2 separate regions of the Macaca mulatta genome follow, and region 2 is linked to region 1. Evidence: chromatin contacts called from public Hi-C data. All regions are on one chromosome and are shown on one strand. The core of a region is the stretch at or near the end of the contact, and the rest is flanking DNA. Distances in the headings are between cores, read along the strand shown.

Evidence for each region. A called contact is a pair of places that touch in the nucleus more often than the background predicts.
Region 2: a contact with region 1 is called in a Hi-C map of cortical neurons, with 5 times the contacts expected there. The contact joins the promoter of LOC710897 here to the promoter of ZNF680 in region 1. A contact is called at or near these places in 2 of 14 Hi-C or Micro-C datasets (cortical neurons and fetal cortex germinal zone).

Annotation. Positions count from the first base shown.
Region 1 is chr3:70,596,903-70,600,026 of T2T-MMU8v2.0, forward strand. It overlaps ZNF680 (zinc finger protein 680), which reads left to right and starts at 1,742. Exons shown (of 5, transcript XR_013415257.1): 1 at 1,742-1,921.
Region 2 is chr3:70,863,943-70,866,881 of T2T-MMU8v2.0, forward strand. LOC710897 reads right to left here and starts at 1,280. Exons shown (of 4, transcript XM_077996666.1): 1 at 1,082-1,280. The coding sequence starts at 1,084.

The sequences.
Region 1 (3,124 bases), core at 492-2,991:
TGTATGCATGTGATTGGTGCTTATACTCACACAGTTCCCCACACCACAGGAGAAAACAGGTAACCACAGCTTGACAATTAGGGTCAAGGGCAAATAGCAAAATTAGTCTGTTTTTAATTCGAGGTAAAGACTAGGGACATGGCCTAGCATGGTGGTTCACATCTGTAATTCCAGCACTTTGGAGGGCTGAGGCGGGTGGATCACCTGAGGTCGGGAGTTCGAGACCAGCCTGACCAACACAGTGAAACCCCATCTCTACTAAAAATACAAAAATTAGCTGGGCATGGTGGCGGGCGCCTGTAATCCCAGCTACTCGGAAGGCTGAGGCACTAGAATCGCTTGAACCCGGGAGACAGAGGTTGCAGTGAGTTGAGATCATGCCATTGCACTCCAGCCTGGATGACAAGAGCAAAACTTTGTCTTAAAAAAGAAAAAGAAAAAAAAAAAAAAAAAGAAAGAAAGACCAGGGAGGGATCTGTAGACATAGAGCTTTCTTATTTTGTCACCCCATCGTCCTTTGTTCACTGTCTGATCTCTGGAAGAAAGGTGGACAACAGGTGGTCTTCCTGTTGTGATTTTATTCCTGCCATCCTCTGCTCTTTCTATGGCCACTATCTGTTCTACCCTTGGAACTGAAGAGAGATGTTGGTAGGGAAAGACTTTCTCTTTATTTATGGCAGGAAAAGGATGTTCAAGCCTGGTGTGGTGGCTCATGCCTGTAATCCCAGCACTTTGGGAGGCTGAGACAGAAGGATTACTTAAGGTCAGGGGTTCAGCCTGGCTGACAAGGGAAAATTCCATCTCTACTAAAAATACAAAAATAAGCCAGGCATGGTGGCACATGCCTGTAATCACAGCTCCTCCGGGGAGGATGAGGCAGGAGAATCACTTGAATCCAGAAGGTGGAGATTGCAGTGAGCCAAGATTGCACCACTGCACTCCAGCCTGGGCCTAAGAGCGAGACTCTGAAAAGAAAAGGAGAGAAAGGAAAAGAAAGAAAAAAAGAGAAGAGAAAGGAAATAAAAAGAAAAGAAAACAGCAAAGGGATGTTCAGGATTTCATCTTCTGCTGTCAGAGCTGCACTTCAATGTGGCAGCTATTGGCCACGTGTGGCTACTGGGTGCATGGAATGTGGCTGGTCCGAACTACGATGTGGTAAGAAAGGTAAAATACATAGTTTTAATGTTTTTTCCCAAAATATATATAGTTTATTAATAATTACATACTGGTCACATATTAAAATAATATTTTGGATATATTGGGTTAATTAAATTCCTACAATGAATTCCTTCTGTTTATTTTTTCTTTTTAAAATTTTCCTTCTAGAAAATTTAGAATTCACATGTGGCTCACATTCAATTTCAGAGGATTGCCTTTTTAAAAAAAATGTCAGGCTACCCGCTCAAAGGACAAGAAGCCAGGGAGCTCATAAAATTGGAAAATTTTAAACAATTGTTATTGCATTATTTTTATGTGTGAATAGCCACATAATATATTATTTATAAAGGCAAACGACCTTATACGCAAGGTTATATGCAAATACCCTCTGGGGTGGGCCTGGCTCCACTCAGGGAGGAAGCCCTGCATGAGAACGCTGCAGCTTGAATTTCACTCTTTCTTCGTTCAGCCCAGCAGCTGAGCACATATTCTGTCACTCAGGGCATTAGGGGGTGGGGCCCTAAACATTATCCAATCAGGGACGCTGGAATGGGACCCGTCCAATCAGGCACGCAGCTGGAGCGGACAGGACGGCTTCCGGGATTTGGCGGGGCCTTTGTCTCTAGCTGCAGCGGGAGCTCCAGGTCTAGTCTTCACTGCTCTGTCTTCTGCTCCTAGAGGCCCAGCCTTTGTGGCCCCGTTACCTGCAGGTATTGGGAGATGCACAGCTAAGATGCCAGAACCACCTGGAAGCCTAGAAATGGTGAGAGTGCCGGGTCCGACACCCCGAGAGAGGGGGAGGGGCTGGTTGGAACCGGTCGGAAGTGACTGTGGCAGGACTCCAGCCTCCCAGCACTGGGCTCCAAAATCCGCGGCCCGAGTTGTCCTTGGCGCAGCTCGGCCCTCGGTCCCCTTCAGCCATAAGATGGCGGCTGGGCTGACAGCCGGACCCCGGGCGTCCTGTCTCCTCCCTGTGCAGTGACTGTGCCTTGGCCTGGAGCCCTCGCTGGGCAGCTCTGCAGCCGCAGTGCCGCATCTCTGCCTGATAACTCGCAGTACCGGGTTCATGAATGGGAAGAGCTTTGGTCCGTGGGGTCCCAGTCCCTCCTTTTTTCTATTAAAAATTCATGGAAGTCACCGCAAAAATATTTAAAAATGTAATAGAAGAGTGGTTCAAAAATCGTAGAGCACCCAGCTATGATTTGTAATTTGTGGTCCATGGGAGGGGCTTGAAGGAAAGACTTTTAAGTGGTATGTGATAAATAAAACCAAATTCAATAATCGGTTAGGTACAGTTACATAGCTTCTTAATTTGTAAGATCAAGGTGGAAATTTTCTGGTTATGTAATCGGAGGGTACTTGGCAGTTTACAGTTGGTTAAGCATAAATTTTATTTCCCCCAATGTAACAATTTACAAAAAAAAATGTATTTGAGTTAGATTTTTTTTTTTTTTTTTTTTTTTTTTTGAGGTGGAGTCTCACTCTGTCGCCCAGGCTAGAGTGCAGTGGCGCGATCTCGGCTCACTGCAAACTCCGCCTCCCAGGTTCACGCCATTTCCTGCCTCAGCCTCCCGAGTAGCTGGGACTGCAGGCGCCCGCCACCACGCCCGGCCAGTTTTTTGTATTTTTTTAGTAGAGTCGGGGTTTCACCGTGTTAGCCAGGATGGTCTCAATCTCCTGACCTCGTGATCCGCCCGCTTCGTCCTCCCAAAGTGCTGGGATTACAGGCGTCAGCCACCGCGCCCGGCCCTAGTGTACATTTTTGATACTGTGTTTTAATTAATCATTGTGTGAGAAATCATTGGATGATACTTTTTAAAAGGTTTGCTTTCCGTTTGTAAAAATTTTCTATAAGAAGAAAGCAAAGAGTAATCCCCGGACACTACTGTAAAAAATCTCTGTGCCTCTTTTCCTTTTATCTTCCCTAGTCACAGAGATCTTACCAGAATTTTGGGGGGTCAGGGTT
Region 2 (2,939 bases), core at 30-2,529, 270 kb after region 1:
GACTGGGTAACTTACAAGAGGATTAACTAGCTCATGGTTCCACAGGCTGTATAGAAAGCATTAACACCAGCGTCTGCTTCTGGGGAGGCCCCACCCAGGAAGCTTAAAATCACGGAGGAAGGTGAAGCAAGAGCTTGAAAAGGAGACAAGGTGGGCTGCTGTACACTTTTAAATGAACTTCAGGGAACTCACTCACTATTGGGAGGACAATACCAAGAGGAATGGTGCTAAACTATTCATGAGAAATCCGCGCCCATAATCCTTCCACCAGGCCCCACCTCCAACATGGGGGATTACATTTAAACAGGAGATTTGGGCTGGAAAACACACCCAAACTATATCCTAAAGTTGCCTCAAATTTAGGCTAGGGCGGTGGCTCACGTATGTAATCCCGGCGCTTTAGGTGGCCCGAGGCGGGCGGATCACCTGAGACCTGAGCTCAGGAGTTCGAGACCAGCCTAAGCAACATGGCAAAAGCCCGTCTCTACAAAACAACACCAACAACAAAAACAAAAAACAGGCATGGTGGCGCACCCGTCTAGTCCTAGCTACTTGGAGGACTGGGGTGAGTGGATCAGCTGAGCCCGAGACGTGGAAGCGGCAGTGAGAAGAAATGCACTTTAGCCTGGGCAACACAGTGAGACACTGTCTCGGGAAAAAAAAAGGGGCCACAATTTTATTTTTAAAAGGAGAAAGAAGGGACTAGGGACCCCAAGGCCCACTGCTTCTTCCACGGAGGAACTCCAGACCCTAAATGAGGATTCTCGTCTTATGACGCTCCCATCATCCCCGCACAATCTGGAGGAGGGAGACTCGAGGTTGCGGCACAGAGCTGCCCAGAAAGGGCCCTGAACTGGGGAGAAATTCGAGCTTATGGAAAAAACAAAACGTACGGTTTTGGCTGCTGGCTCAGCCCCTCATCTGCGATGGAGGGAAATGAGGACTGAGCTGTGCCCGCGGGGACTCGGGGCTGAAGACTCCAGAGCCGACCGCGAGAAGGCCGAGATACAACCGCAGCCGGTTCCGGCCGGATTCAAACACCCTCTTCCCCATTCTCGGGACACCCACTCCACGCTCTCACCATTTCCCAGCCTCCGGATGTTCCGCCGTCCTCCCTATGGATCTCCCAGTACCTGCAGATCACGGGATAACAGAAGCTATGGTAGAGTCACCGAGGAGCTCCAGGAGCGGAGGAGATGGAACAGTGGAGACGGGAACTGGGCTCAGAGCCCGGGAGCTAGGAGACAAAGGCCCCGCCATATTGAAGAGGCCGCCTCTTCGTCTGTAGCTGCGCACCTGATTGGACAATTTCACGCTAGCACCACTGATTGGCTAGGGCTCCAGGCCCCACCCATTTAAACCCTGAGTGACAGAAAATGTAATCAGACACTGGGCTGAACGAGGCAGGAGTGACAGGTTTTTGCCTGCACCTTTTTCAGGCAGATTCCTCCCTGTGCTGGGGTCCTGGCCCTGCCTGAGAGACATTTGTATTTAACCTTGCATATAAGATTATATCACTTTCTGATTATATTTACGTGTGTGTGTATATATTACATTCTGAATTATAGTTATGTGTATGCTGCAGGCCCTGTCTCAGCATCCTGTTTTTCCCTTTAGCTGCAGGAGATCAGACTCCTCCAGGAGATGCAGCTGCACCAGCTGGTTGCAGACAATTATCACCTTCAGTCTGTGAAGCAATTTTGGATCTGCTTCCAATTAATGGAGTGGCTCAGTGAGACTGAGAGTTGAGGGCCTGGCAGATTGGTTAGAGGGGCCACTCGCCCAGGCCTCCCAAAACACCCTCTTTCCCACCAAAGCTGAGCCTGCCTAAGGACCTAAAAAAGCATAGTGAACCAAGATCGGATCCTAGTCAGGGATAGTGCTGGGCTGTGGGGTAAAGTCAGCTAGGACAGGGCCTCCAGGTGCGGGGAGAGGCCGACATCTTCTGTAGGGCCCCGGGCAAGTCACTGCCCTCTTTGGGCCTCTGTTTTCTTATCTAAAAAAGGTAGGGATGATGAGCCTCACAGGGTAATGATGAGCTTCAAAGGAGAAAAGAAATTTGAGAGTGCTTGTGCCTGGCTCTTCCCGAGAGAGATGATGATGAGAACAATGGTGACAGCTACGTATAACTGAGTCCTCAGGAGGCCCAGTGAGGTAGGTGTGGTTCCCATCATACTTTCAAGTTAGGAAACAGTCTCAGGGAGGCCTGGCTGCATGCCCAAGGTTCCACACACAGTGAGTGTTGGAGCAGGGAGTGAATCTAGAATCAGAGCTTACTGGAGGTGGCAGGAGCACTGGACCAGCTTACTCACACCAGCTATCCAGGGTACCAGGTCAGTGTAACTGGGCATAACTGGATGAAGGGAGCATAGTAGCACTGACCTTGTCCTTGACCCTGGCATATGAAGACACCCAAGTTGGCCACCCTCGAGAAGAAAACACAGAGAGCCCAGATGACGCTAAAGCTGCAAAAAGGCAGTGTCCCTGTGATGGGGAGGAGCTCCAGGGAGTCAGAGGGAAGAGCTCCTCCCTCCCAGCTGGAGGCCTCCACATCAAAAGAGCAAGGGGCCTTTCTCTCCCAGCCCTTTCCTCCTGTGGCAACAGTCCTTGAAATGCCTCTATAAGCGAAATCAGAGTAAAGGCCTGGAAGAGCTGGGCTGAGTGGATTTGGGAAATGGTGGGGCTAGGGACCACATAACATTGTGACTTGTTAAAATCTCACCACAGAGTTAACAAGGGGGTGCTTCATGTTTTTGGAGGCCAGCTAGGAAGAGGGGAGAGAGCTGGGGAGAGGCAGCTGAGTGCCTTTGGCTTTTTCAAGTAAAAGATGTGGATAAGAGAGTCCAGGAGACAGGGGCTTATGAGATTTCAGAGACAGGCCTTGAATGGACACCCAAAAGTGGATACTCATCCCCATCACCACCCGATGGCACAGGGTG